2 separate regions of the Sus scrofa genome follow, and region 2 is linked to region 1. The links are chromatin contacts, called in public Hi-C maps. All regions are on one chromosome and are shown on one strand. Each heading gives the region's core, a stretch centred on a gene start, on an enhancer-like site or on the middle of the called end of the contact. The rest is flanking DNA. Distances are from core to core; before and after follow the strand shown.

Region 1 (7,224 bases), core at 1,882-4,381:
AATCATACTAAGGTACCATATTATACACTCCATGAAGCCCAACAAAGCAATTATTGAAGTTATTCCTGCAACATGACGAAATACTTTATTTTTTTGCAAAATCTGACAAGACTGAGTTTTCAACTGTCAAAAGGGAAATCGTTTTCCAAGATTCTAGAAAACCCTCTTACTGAGGCAGTCTCAAAGCAGTTTCCTTAATCCTTCCAAATCCCAAAGAATCTAACACAAGCCAAAGAACACTGAATGAGATCTGCTGAAATGTCTGTGCTCAAACCCCTAAAGGTTATTTCGTATGTGTCTGGCAAGCTGATGGCTGTATGTCCACACAACCCTAGAAGTTTTTCCTCAATAAAGCTACCACTGCACTCCCCAACTCAAATTAAAATATCAGAAAATCCAAAAGCCTCCAACTAAATTTTACTTGAACCACTTGGGAGAAAAAGCTGACAACCGAGGATCTGTTATCTGCACCCTTAAAGAGAGTGAAAGACTCATAAAGCTCAATTCCTGCCACTTTTAGAAGCTAGATGTACATTACCTCTGTCTGCCTCTAGCATGGGACTGAGATATTACATCACTCAATGCCTGAAAACTGCCCTATTACCCAGAAAGCACCAGGGTATCTGAGACACTGCACCAAGGTATCCCCTCCTCCCTCTGACACACAGCCCTCAAACAAGCCGGGCCCTGCTCTCCCGCAGAATCTTCACAAAGCCATCTGCCCTGCACCTGCTGCAATCCTGTTTCTATTCACTCTTGGTGCACTCCTCTTGACCCTGTATGGCTCTTCTATCTGCTCACTCATCAGGCCAATGTCTAGGAGGACACTCCCCCAAATTTGGGAGAGTATACTCAGCTCTCCCTTATCCCTGCCCCATTCACTGGCTTCTGGAACTAAAAGCAGGCTTCATGAGCTGTCTGATCCTAGAAGCATGAACTTTCAGATATATTAAAGGGCTTAATGTCTTCCATTTGTCCATTAACATCATCCCAGGATCCACACACTCTCCCACACAATCTCCAGTTCCCCTAAATCCAGAATTTAATCCCCCTCTTTAGGTTTTTTTTTTTTTTCCCAACTACTATACTCTGTCCTTCCATATACTTTCAGTTACCTAAAACTTGTGGCCCCTTTGATCTTGTAAGACCCAAAGTTTTCCAACCTCTCCCTACATTTCAGCACTCTGCTCCTTCCATACTCTCTTAAGCAACCTGTCTTCCTAATTCTCTCGTCTGAATGGTCATTCCCTGCCCTAAACCCGGGCGTCCTACTTCCCCCACCACCACCCCAATCCCATACACACCTTACCCCTTTCTAGTCAAAGACATGCCCACACATATTCCCACCTTGCTCTTTCCTTAACCCATCATACTATGCATTCTTCTACATTCTCTACCCAAAAAGATCCTGTCTTCCCCCTTTCCTTTCCTTTGTTCCCTGCCTACCTCCTTCTCTCTCTACCCTCTTTACCAGACAAAATCTAGCCCCCCAAACCAGTGCTTCCCTCCCTCCACATATTGTACTTCAGACCTAGCTGCTAGTCTGGGAACCTATTTCCCTTCAACCCGCTCCACCCTCCCTTTCCTTCTCCCCAGCTGCCCTCCACAAGTCCTACCCCAGAAACGACTCCTCCCCTCTGTCCCCACGCTTCACCTGCCACTCTAAGAACACTCCCTCCGCCCTCTACACCTTTGGGCCTCCAACTCACACACACTCCACTCCACCTGTCCCCTCCAAGGTGCCCCCAAGCCCAAAGTTCCCTCTCCTGCTGCTCCCCCACCTTCATCCATACTTCCTGCAAGAACACCCTACAATTCACTCCCTTCTCCTGCTACCTGCTAAATACCTCTTGCCCAGACATCTCCTCTCCATCCCCCTCTCCCACTGTCCCCACTTGGCTCTCAAACCCGTCAAACGCAGGCCCTGCTCCAAATGCCCTCCCACTTCTGCCATCAACTCCTCTCCCCTGAGCACCACTACCAGATACCTGCCTTCTCCCCTCACAGGTTCTCCCCTGGCAGGTCCCGTCTATCCAGCCTCAACACCCTCTTGCCTCCCTCCTGGCCAGACACTGTCCTCACACCCCTCACAGGTCTCCTGAAGCCTCTGGACCCACCCTCCCTCCTCTCCTGCCTGGACACCCTCCATTTCCCTCACCATCATTCCAGAGAAGCCCCTAGACACCGTCAGACCGCCCCTCCCTTTCCACGCTCACCCTGCCACATTGCCCCCCGAGCTGGACACTCTCCTCCCCATTTCCCTTCACATCTGTCCGTGGTCTCCCCGATACCTGCCCCCACTCCCTGCCCCTCACAGGCCGGGACATCCGCCTCTTCCATGCCTCCCTCGAGTCCCCAGTCTTCTCCTTCTATCCCCATCACACTCGCCTCTGCCCTTCCCAAGCCTCCCGAATCCCCCCTAGGCTGCCCCCCACCGCCTGCCTGTCCTCCGGCCCTCTCCCACTTGCCTGAAGGCCCTCACCCTCGGCTGGGCCGGATCCCTCCACGCTCCCTTCTCCCCCAAATCTGCCCACACCCTCCGCCTGCCCCCCCTCAGCCTCTCCCCCAACCCCTGCCCCTAACGTCCTCCAACACCTGCCCAGAGCCCCTCACCCTCCATCCTAGCCAGACCCCCGGCGCCGGGTCCCCACACACTGCCCACGCCCTGCCCTCGCGCAGGGCCGGGACCCTGTCCCCCCCGAAGGTGAGGAAGGCTGCCCACTGCCCTTGCCCGAAGCGCCCGGGCACCGCAGCGGCGGTGGCGGCGGCCACAATGCTGGAGCCACGGGGGCCGGGATTGCTCCCTGCTCTCCGCCCCGGGCGCCGCTGCCGCCACCACCGTCGCTGCTAAGGACGCACAACAAACAATGCGGGGCCCGGGCCGGCACCGCCAACCGCCTCAACCGCCGCCTTAACCGCCACCCGCCTGGGACGGCCCGCCGCGCAGGCGCCAGCCCCGCCGCCGAAACCTACCCGCGCCTCCGTGCTCGGTTGGCGCCCGGTCCCCGCTCCTGCTCCGCCGCCGCCGCCACCTCGTCCGCCTGCGTCTCCGGCTCCTCAGCCCAGCGGCGGCGGCTGCGGCGGCTGCTGCCCTGGTGGCGCTCGCGGCTCCGGTCTCCGCTTCGGCGGCGGCGGCGGCAGGCACGTGACGCCGCCGAGCGCGCCCATTGGCCAGGCCGGGGGGGCGGGCCCCGCGGCTGCTGGGGAACGGAAAGCCCGCCCCCTCGCTCACCGCGCGCCCCCTCCACGCGCGCTCTGCCGCACCTGAGAACGCAGGCCAGCGCCCACCGCTGCTGTGCCGCGCCGCCGCCTGCGCCAACTGCGCACCTGCGAACGCGCAGGACGCACACGCTGGTGGCGGCCGCATGCACCTGCGAGCGGACGCTTACGTAAACTGCGTCCCCGCCTTCCTCTGGGCGCCAGGCCGCCGCCTGCCGCAACACCTGAGCCCCTCTGCGCTAACGGCGTAACTGCTGCGGCGCGGGGACGAGCTACGTAGGGAAGCCTGCGAAATGCACGGAAACTTCGTAACTTCCGAATCTGGGAGCGGCTCCAGGCCGCCGCTGCGGCGAGCTGGCCTCTCCCCTCGCGCACCCCAGTGCGTGGTATCCCCCAACCCCAACGGCTACGTAAATAGAGTAGGCGCCGTAATGGCTACCCAGGTGGAGGAGAGGGAGGCCGGTGAGATTTGACTTGTTAAAAGGTTAGAATCCAGCCTCTGCCCTTTCTACACCTACCAGCTGTGTGACCTTGACCAAATTACAGAAACACTCGGATCTTCAGTTTCCTGGTCTGGTAAAGTGGGACACTAATTCCGATTTAGGAGTTGATAAAGGGATGGAAAAATACAATCGGTATGAATTCTCCTAGCACATAGCAGGTGCTGAACAAAAAGTTGCAGTTCAGTCAGCAAGCAACCTCATCTCCTTCTCCCACCCGTAACGGACCTCCCTGGGACGGAGTTGGAGCCAGGACTTCCTTAGAGTTAGGTCAGACTTTGGATGAACCCTTGCCTGGCCCGTGCAAGGGAAAAAATAAAGGTTTTTGTTTTGCAGGCATTAGTCGGCAACTTCTTGGCCCCTAGTGAGTACCTGCTGCATGCCAGGTGCTGTGCTGGGGGTTAGGAGATACAGGTGAGATAGACAGGTCCTTGCCCTAAAGAAATTCTCCGCCCAGAAATGGAAACAACCTAACCACCCAGTACCAGGGCTTGGAGAGCTGGAGATCTCCCACAAAACCCTATCCAGTTCTTTCCCATCTTTCTAACATACTAGGCTCAAATCGTGTAACAGCTTTCTTTCATTCACAGGATAAGGTGTAATCACTCTAATTGAACTTAAAAAGCTTTAATGATCTGGCCCTCCGTTTCAAGGTACATGCCCTTCCATTTGGTCCTTCTTCGGGCCAACTTGACCCTCCAGCCAAAAGGAATTTGGGAACTGTAATTGACATGGTATGGCAGGTCTGAACCTCCTGAGGCAGGTGCTAGAATCCATTGTCCTTTTCTACACCCTCTCCCTAAGTCCAGTCACCCATACCTGTCTTTATCCTCCCAGAAATCTCCTTGGTGTCCTTATCAGTCAGCTCAGACCACATTCTCTACAGAATTCCTTGGTTGCCTCCAACACATCATCTAAACTCCCTCTGCTTTACATATAGCCCCCATTAAACCATGAATTCTTATAGCACTAGATTATCATTTTTGCTCTCTATCGCCTTCCTGGATTAAGCACCTTGAGGGCAGGGTCATCTCTCTAACTAGGTGGTTAGTGAAGACATGAGATGAGTTCATGAAAGCTGGCCTTTGCAGGAAGAATGTGTGTCTGCTAGGGGGAGGAGCGATGCTACAGTGAAAAAATCTGGGCTGAGGACACACAAGCTGTGCAACCTTGCAAAATCAGTCTCTCTGTGTCTTAGTTTACTCACATGCCAAGTGAGATTATTATATTGCATACCTAACAGGGTTGTCAAAAGGATCCAATGAGAAATATATCTCAGGCACTCAGTATAGTTTTTGGCACTCAGTAAACATTTTAAAAAATTTTTAGGACTTCCTTGGTGGCCTAGTGGTTAAGGATCCAGCGTTGTCGCCGCTATGGTTCCAGGCACTGCTATGGCACAAGTTCAACCCCTGGCCCAGGAAATCCCGCATGCCACTGGTAGGTCAAAAAAAAAAATTTTTTTTTTTTTTTAATAAGAGGATTGGACAGCACGAAGCATTTGGTGGTATCTCTTATTCCAGTATTTTTTAAATTGAAATATAGCTGACTTATAATATTGTTATACAACAAAGTGATTTGTTGTATACACACGCACACACTGTGTATATACATCTGTGTTCTTTTTTCTGTATTCTTTTTTTAATACTTTCCCATTATAGTTTATTACAAGATACTGAATACAGTGTCCTGTGCTATACAGTAAATCCTTCTTGTTTTCTATTTTATATATGGTAGTATGCATCTGTTAATCCCATACCCGATCCCTCCCCTCCCCCTTCCCTTTGGTAATCATAAATTTGTTTTCTATGTCTGTGAGTCTGTTTCTGTTTTCTCTTATTCCAGTATCTTTACTGGGTTTAGAACTCCAAACATTCCTGCTAAAAACATGCAAATAAAACAAAAGTAAAGAAATTAACATTTTTCAAGTGTACCTCTTCTTTCCTACCCCTCTTCCATTCCCTTTATCCCTAATCTCACCTCCCAGGGCAGCTACTTTTAAATTTTCCATGTCCTAAACGTCCAGAAAAAGAAGGTTGGAGAAAATGGTGAACTTAAAATGTGTATGTAACACTTGGATTCTGCGTAGAAAAAGGTCAGAATTAAACACCAATTCATCATGGGGACAATGGACTTAAAATACCTCTGCATTGTTTTAATTGTTTAAGAGTACATTAACATATATAAAAAACACATTTTTAAAATGTGTTTAAAATGTTATAGAGGTGTATTTACATATCATAAAATTGATGCATTTCAAGCATAAAAAGAAAGGATTTTTAGTACTTTTACCAAGTGGTACAAAGTCAATATAAGTCAGTTGCACCCTCTTACACTGTTGGTGGGAATGTAAATTGGAACAACCACTATGGAATACAGTATGGAAGTATCTCAGAAAACTAAATATGGAACTACCATAGGACCTAGCAATCGCACTCTTGGGCATATATCCAGACAAAATTTCCTTTAAAAAGATACATGGGAGTTCCCATCGTGGCTCAGTGGTTAAGGAATCCAGCTAGGAACCATGAGGTTGCGGGTTCGATCCCTGGCCTCACTCAGTGGGTTAAGGATCCGGCGTTGCCATGAGTAGGCCGAAGACACGGCTCAGATCCCGCGTTGCTGTGGCTCTGCCGTAGGCCAGGGGCTAGCTCCGATTAGACCCCTAACCTGGGAACCTCCATATGCCACAGGTGCGGCCCTAGAAAAGACGAAAATAAATAAATAAATAAAAAGATACATGTACTTGTATGTTCATTGCAGCACTATTCGCCATAGCCAAGACATGGAAACAACCTAAATGTCCATCTACAGATGATTGGATTAAGATGCGGTACATATATACAATGGAATGTTACCCATTAAAAAGAACAAAATAATGCCATTTGCAGCAACATGGATGGAACTAGAGACTTTCATACTAAGTGAACTAAGTCAGAAAGAGAAAGACAAGTACCATACAATATCACTTATATCTGTAATCTAATACACTGCACAAATGAACCTTTCCACTGAAAAGAAACTCATGGACTTGGAGAACAGACTTGTGGTTGCCAAGGGGGAGGGAGTTGGATGGACTGGGAGTTTGGGGTTAATAGATGCAAACTATTGCATTTGGAGTAGATAAGCAATGAGATCCTGTTGTATAGCACAGGGAACTATATCTAGTCACTTATGATGGAACATGATGGAGGATTATGTGAGAAAAAGAATGTATATATATATGTGTGTGACTGGATCACTTTGCCCTACAGTAGATATTTACAGAACACTCTAAACCAACTATAATGGAAAAAATAAAAATCATTTAATTAAAAAAATCAGTTGTAAAACATTTTACAGATTTCCCATAAACCGTTCATACTCATTTACTGTTAATCCCCACTCCCACTCAGCCACAGGCAACCACTAGTCTATTCTATTTTTACTTTTTTAGATGTACTAGATAGACTTTTTAATCAAGTAAATGTTTTAGAAAAAAAAGAATAAAAATATCACCTCCTGA
Region 2 (7,224 bases), core at 2,919-5,418, 82 kb after region 1:
GCTGATTACCCGCCTCCCCTCCATCACAGCCCCTCCACTCCTGACCTCAGGTAATATTCACCTGTTGCGTGGAGGAAAGACACCTGTTGTAAATGTGAGCCCAGAACCCAGGTCTGGCTCACAGAGGAAAAAAGAGCATTTTGCATGAATGCTCTGAATTTTAACATACACTGAATTGGCCAGGAATACCACTTTCATGTACAGTGAAGAAGACTGCTCTTTATCTTGTTCAGAATCTTACCCAGAGTTGTCTCCATTTGGGAAAATCACATACTTAGTGTCAACAGCGCTTGTGGTATTTGAGTTGCCAACACATCACTCTGCATAGGTCTGCATTTGGGGCTGTCACATTCAAGGCACAAGCATCTTATCATTTTGTCATGTCTTCTAGTCAGTAAGAGTATTTACAACTTGAAATACATATCATCTTAAATTTAACCAACACTCATTCAGCTGGTAACACGTGCCAGACACTGTTCTAAATGTTTATGAATAATTATGCATTTAATCCTGATAACAACTCTATGCAATAAAGTGCTGCAATAGGGAAAAAAGAAACTTTTTGACTGGGGAGCTGAGCACAGAGATGTTAAGTAACTTACCTAAGGTCACACAGCTGGGAAGTGGACAAGCCAGGATTTGAACCAAAGTCTGTGTGCTTCCCATCAGCCTATAATGGCTTGCTCTGACATTTCGTAGGGGCCCTGGGATCATTTTCGCTGGGCAATTGCACACATATGTATGTCATTTCATTTAATAAAAGCTGATACACGGTATCTGTTACCATGGGGCAGTTGAAAGAGGGTTAAGAACCATAGATGGAGAGCTGAGGAGAGGCTGGGCTGGTCAGGAAGCTGAGGCATAACCGTGCTCACCTGGGGAGGTCATCTGAGAAGGGCAGGGGGCTGGGAGCAGATCGGGACACACCCTAACATTCTGGGAGAAAAGGGGGCAGGAACAGCCAGGCAGGTAGGAGGGAAGCCAGGGGAGAGAGTTCCAAGGAAGGAATGGGTGACAGTGGGGACCCGGTGACGTCAGGGCCCCACACCTGGCCACAAAGGGAGCGGGGTTACCTGAGCCAGGAGAGCTGAAGGAGCAGAGGGGGCTTTGCTGGGGCTGTAGCCGGAAGTGCCCAGGGCAGGGAGAGAGCGGGAGAAACATCAGGCCTACCCCCCACTGACCATCCATAGGGATCAGCAGGGCGGAGAGGGGAGTAGGGACCCACAGAAGAACCACACAGCCCCTGAGAAGACATGGGGCAGAGGTCACCTTGGAAGAGTCTTTAGTGGGGAGCAGCCCCGAGTCACCATCCCCTCCCCCATCCGGGCCCAGGGGCAGCAGTCCACTCTTCCCAGTTCTCTGAGGCAGATACTTGGTGTTTTTTTTGTCTTGTGTCTTTTCGGGGCCGCACCTGAGGCACATGGAGGTTTCCAGGCTAGGGGTCTAATCAGAGCTGCAACTGCCGGCCTACACCACAGCCACAGCAATGCAGAATCCGAGCCACGTCTGTGACCTACACCACAGCTCATGGCAACACCAGATCCTTAACCCACTGAGCGAGGTCAGGGACCGAACCCGCAACCTCATGGTTCCTAGTCAGATTCATTTCTGCTGTGCCACGATGGGAGCTCCTGAGGCAGATACTTGTATTAACCCCATTTACAGATGGGGAAACTAAGGTTCCGAAAAGTAAAACAGATCAACAAAATCTTGCCTAAGGGCACAGGGCAGAATTAGGATTCAAACCAAGGGGGCCTGATGCCAAAGCTACCCAACCACTAAGCTTTACTGCCACATCCTCCTAAGGCTCGTGGGCACCTCAGGACTGGGTGCCCTTGACCTGGGAGCAGGCAGCAAATAATTCCTGAGTTGTGTGGAATGCAGTTAGTCAACCTAGAGTCAGAGGTTGGAGGAGGGGAGAGGGGGTGGCATCAGGCAGATCCCAGTTTGAATCCCACCCCCCATCCCCCGCACCACCACCCCTCCCCCGGCTGTGGGACTCTGAGCAGCCAGTCTCACCTCTCTGGGTCTCAGTTTCCTCATCTGTAAAATGGCGTCAGTGCTGCCCTTGCAGTGTCCTTGAGGGGCTAAAATGAGGTTACGTGTTGGTTTGTTTTCCTCTTCCTCACCGCCCTCTCCCCCAGGTCGGGAGGTTAGAGGAAGTGGACCCTCCGGATGGACCGTCTTCTCAGAGGGGCTGACCCACTCTCACTGTCTCTTCTCGGGGTGCGGACCGGGGGGTTGCGTCAGGATGGTGGGTCTAGCCTCAGTCCTGCCTGCCACCCGCCGACTCCCGGGCCCCCTCCTTGCAGCTCACAAGGGGCTCCCTCTGCCGGTGCTGTTGAGATCCCGCATCCCTCCCTCCCCGCCCTCCAGGACCCCTCAGGACACTCCCGGTTCTGACCACAAGGTGGCGCGTGGCGGCTGCGGGACCGGGGCTGGGGGCAGGGCCCGGACAGGCGCTCGGATTAGGCGCCCTTCTGACTTCGGAGCTCCCTGTGAAAGCCGGTGTTTGGGTCTGAGCATCCGGGGACCCAGCGGGCTGTGGCAGCCTCGTGGTCCTCCTGTTCCCCTTCTGCGGCTCCCTGGATCTCTGAGAAGCAGAATAAAGGGAACTTGCCCTGCCGCTTCAACTCACTGTCATCCCCATTTTAGAGATGATGAAACTGAGCCCCAGAAAAGGAAGTCAGGTGCTGAGGTCACTCCCTAATCAGTGGCAGAGCGGGGCTCAAACCTGGATCTACTCATCTGACCGGGCTTCCGGGGTAGGGTTGGGGTTGTCTGTGAGAGGCGGGGAATTAAAAGTGATTTGGGACTGTGGGGGCTTCCAAAAACCCAGGAGGGCACGTGACAAGAGGGTGGAGACGGGGCGGGGAGGCAGACCCCTGTCCACCTCTGAGCTCTTCCCCAGCGCTGGAGGACCTCCGAGCCACCTGCTGCCACCTGTGCCCTGTGTGACCCCCACTGCTCTCTTCCCTGAGCGGGCCCCAGACCACTGTCTGTCCCTCTTGTGCGGCCTGGAGCTCCATCAATGTACAGGGCTGTCTCTCCAGACTGTGCCCTCTGGGTGTCAGGGACACATCCAGAGCCCAGCATAGGGCCTGCGTGGCCCGAGTCCATGGTCACTGAATTGGGCCACACAGGGCTGAGTTGGCAGGGGCCAGCTGCTCATTTCAGGAAGTTCTTTCAGCAAGGGGATTCTCCTTTCACTGGAGCTGAGGGCAGAGGGAGAATGGGCTGTTTTTTGATGTTGTAGTGCCTTTGAGATGACCTAGATTCCTGGGTCAGGTCCCCACAAGAATGCCTCCTCTCCACCCAAAACATTCCCCCCTCCAGCCTGGAGCAAGCAAATGTCAAGTGCAGCAGACTATAAGGTTAGACAACAAGAAGGACTTCCAGCAGTGGAGCCGGAAAACTTACTGCTTCATGAGAGCTGCTGTTCAGTAGAATGGGCTGCCTTGGATTGCTGGGAGTTTCCTGGAGTTGTAAACAGCAAAGGCGGGGGATCTAGGCCACAGGAGAGAAACAGAAAAGTTTAGAGGGCTGTGGTGGGAGGGGCTGTGTGTGGCAGTGTGTGGGGCCCAAGGGAGTGGAAGGGGGTGGTGGGACCAAGGGACAGTGAGAAGGAAGAGCTGCTAGAAGCTGGCGGTGGGTTGAAGGTGGGGCATGGGGGGGAGGTGTCAGCTGCAGGTGCGGGGAGGGACGGGATGGGGGGGAAGGAGGCCTTTTCAGGTGGGCTGCCCTGGGAGGGAGCAAGCTGAGCGGGAGGGGCCAGGGGCTTTGGGGCAGAGAGGAAGTCTGGGAGGGAGGCCCGGCCCCAAGAGAAGAAGGGGTGAGGGGCAGCTGAAGTCTTGGGAGTCGCTGGCATTGTCTGGGGAGAGGAAGAGCCCCTCGGAACAGAAGTGTCTCTCAGGAGGCTGAGGCAGCAGGACCTGAGAGGAGGGAGGCAAAGGCGGGGGGGGGGGCTCAGGAGGGGGAGAGGGGTGGGCCCTGAGAGAGCATCAGACCCACGGGGGACCCCTGAGGCCTCACCTGGAGTCTGGAGCCCTGGGGCCTTGGGGAGAGGGGTGGCTGGCCCCTGCTCCGGAGCCCTGCTCCAGGTGGAGCAGCGGGGGAGGCCGGGCTGGGGAGGAGGCGGGAGGCCGGGGGAGGGGCCGGGCCTCTGTCCACGGCATTAGTGCTGGTTGGAGGGAGAGGGGGTGTGGAGCCCGCCAGGCCGCCTGTTCCCACAGCCGCCAGCCGAGCAGAGCGCTGCCATGGCGCTGGCCAGGCCTGGGACCCAGGACCTCATGCCCCCAGTTCCTCTCCTGCTGCTGCTGCTGCTGCTCTGGGCCCCTGCCCTCGCCCTCCCGACCGGTGAGTTGGGGCCTGAGCCTTGGAGGCCCTGGGGCTGGCTCTGCCCCCAAAACAGACTCCCTGGACCCTGGGGGGCTGTCCGTGTGGGTGCCTGGCTGACTGCGGGGTGCAGAGGGGAGTGCTGCTGGGGCAGCTGGCACCCGCGTGGTCGAGGGGGACTTTGTGGGGGGATGGTGGCCAGCTGTGGTCCGGGTAACAGGCTCTGTGCATCTCGGGAGGGGTGCTGTACCCTGCACAGGAGGGGGTGTTGGGGCTCGGGTGTCCCGGCCTGTGAGGTCAGCGTTTGGGGAGCTCTGATGTGTGCTGTGTGCAGGCCGGGGTGTGGGTCGTAGGTGCGTGGAAGTTGTGAGGTGGGACGGCTGTCCCACCCGTGCCAGGAGTTGTGTCTGAGGCTCTCTGGGTGCGGTGGGCTGTATCCCAGCGTGACTTGTGGGGTTGAAGTTATCAAGTGGGTGGAACTGTGTCTCTGCTCGTGACCTGGGGTAGGGGCGGGAGACCCCAGCCCGGGGGACTGGGGTGGAGAAGAGGGAAGGAGATCCAGGGGAGCTGGGCGCCTGTCTGCATCCCCTCCATGTGTGAGCTGGCCCTGCCTGCACTGGGGGGCTCTGGGGTCCCTGGGGGGTGGCTGGGCACCTGGGAACACGTGTGTCCACTCTTGCCCCCACCCGGCATTCCCAGGCCAAGCTGAAAGGGCTTTCTGAAGCGTGCCCTGTTCACCAAGAGGCTTTTGCTTTTGTCCAAGTGGATTCCTGCACGCGGGCCTAGGATTCTTCCTGGGGGGTCCAGGGACGCTTTGTCTTGGTCACTATAGCTACGGGGCCAGGACTGGGACGTCTTGCGCAGGCAAATGGCCTGGGCTCCGCCACGGCTGGGGGAGCCCCCGCCTCCTCAGACTCCCAGGGTGTGGGGCCCACACCCCCCCCCCCGCCCCCGCCCAGGCCCTCACCTGGCGCTTCCTCAGCCTCTCAGCCTTCGTCCCCTCTGCTCTCCGCAGGCCTGCAGCCTGGGCTCCTGAGGCAGATCTGAAAGGAGCTGGGGGCCTGCTCTCTGCACAAGGGGCATGTGAGCTGGTGCCTGTCCCCTACCCTACAATGCACACGCACAGATCACTCAAATGTACACATGCGTGTACACACACAAATCACATGTGTACACACACACACACCTGCCAGCACACCAGTGTGGGACACATGACCACGTGAACAGGTGTCCACAGGTACACGTAGACCCCCCCCACGCATGCACTTGTGGGCACACACATGACACGTACGTGACGTGTGCCTGCACACATGTGTGCATTCTTACTCAGACGTACATTCACATGCACCTTGCAGCAGCCTGAACACAAAGTAGATGCTACAGGAGGGAACGGACACCGATAGACACACTCCCCCCCCCACAGCCCCGCTGGGACTCCCAGGGCCAGCCTTTCCCCCTGCGATTCCCCCCAGAGGGAGCCCCCTCTCTGCGGATCCCTGAGGGCTGGTGGGGGTGGTGGAGTCTTGAGCATTTCTGGATGCTGGACCCAAGTACTGACCGCCGGGAGGAGAGGCGCTGGGGATTGTGTCACTTGAAAAGTAGCCTCTATCCCAGAGGGGCTGGGGATTCTGGATGCCCTGGGCCCCAGGCTCTGCTGCCAAGCCCGCCAGGCCCTGAGGGGGGGGTGGGGGCCCCTCTGCCTCAGGCCCTCTCTGCCGCAAAGGCCGGCTGGTTGCTAGGAGAGCACCAAGCATCTCAGAGCACAATGGGGCACATCAGGCTCTCACATCCCTCCCGCTCCCCGCACACCCTGGGAGCCTGGATGACAAAGGGGTGGCGAGTCCAGCCCCAAGTCTGGCCCCTCCTCCAGCCAGAGCTGGGTGGGAGCCTGTGGGATAGAGGCAGGGCGTGGGGAACTGCACACAAGCACCCAGCATCGGGATCTGTTGAAGAGTCAGTGTTCGCCCTGAGTAAAATTTGTTGGCAAATGAATAAATAATACCATCGGCCACTACGGGGCAGACGCTGTGCTGCTGAACTAACATGAGCAAATTTAACTCTCACAACAGCGCTCTGAGGTTGACTCTGATACCTCCAGTCTACAGAGAAGGAAAGTGAGGCCCAGAGAGGGTCAGTAACTTGCTCTGAGTCACAAAGCTTATGTGTGGTGGGGCAGGGTGAGGAGGGGGGCAGGATTTCACAGTCCCCTCTGGGACTAGTCTGTAAAGTCACATCTCTTCTCCGTGCTTCTGTCTAGAGAGCAAACCAGCTCACTCCAATGGTTGCTACAAGAATTCAATAAGAAAATGCAGTGGTTCTCCAACTTAGGTTTGGCATGGCAAGCCCCCCTGCCCACCCCACCCCCCCGCTGCCCGTTTCAAATGACATTTTTAGACAGAAGCCGGGCACCCACTCATAGTTAAAAGTGAAATAGTTACAAGTGGCCGGTCCGGTGGTGGCAGGCCCAGAGCCCCATCTGCTTGGTCTCGCCCCCATTTCCGGACGTGCCTCTGTGGCCCCAGTGCTCTGAGACGATGGTTTGGGAACAGTGGGGTCACTGAGGCCTGGCAAAGGGTAGACAGAGGATCTGTGGCTGCTACTGCTGCCATTATCAACATTATGCCTTTTAACCTCGGGTGACAAACATTTTCGTAAAAGACTATTCCCAACCTTCCTGCCTTATTAGAATAAGTTAGCCCTTTTCCAATGGTTCTGCCTCAGTTGCACTATTATTCAGTCCTTTGCTTGGGGCCTTGTGCTACTAGATGAACTTTTTTTTTTTCTCCCTAGGCCAAAAGCACATCTTCTGAGATCTTGGGTGGTGTCTTAGATATATTCTCTTTTTTGCCTTGTCAAGATGGGAAGCTTCACAAAACCCACCCTCAGGAA

Evidence for each region. A called contact is a pair of places that touch in the nucleus more often than the background predicts.
Region 2: a contact with region 1 is called in a Hi-C map of skeletal muscle, with 2.6 times the contacts expected there. The contact joins the promoter of CRB2 here to the promoter of STRBP in region 1. A contact is called at or near these places in 1 of 5 promoter capture datasets (fetal liver) and 3 of 47 Hi-C or Micro-C datasets (fetal heart ventricle and skeletal muscle).

The regions. Positions count from the first base shown.
Region 1 is chr1:264,192,766-264,199,989 of Sscrofa11.1, forward strand. It overlaps STRBP (spermatid perinuclear RNA-binding protein), which reads right to left and starts at 3,132. Exons shown (of 18, transcript XM_021074603.1): 1 at 2,974-3,132.
Region 2 is chr1:264,273,381-264,280,604 of Sscrofa11.1, forward strand. CRB2 (protein crumbs homolog 2) reads left to right here and starts at 4,169. Exons shown (of 13, transcript XM_003122155.6): 1 at 4,169-4,356. The coding sequence starts at 4,257. It overlaps LOC102165127 (a long non-coding RNA gene), which reads right to left and starts at 4,158. Exons shown (of 9, transcript XR_002339005.1): 1 at 4,033-4,158; 2 at 3,421-3,507; 3 at 2,405-2,593; 4 at 2,020-2,087.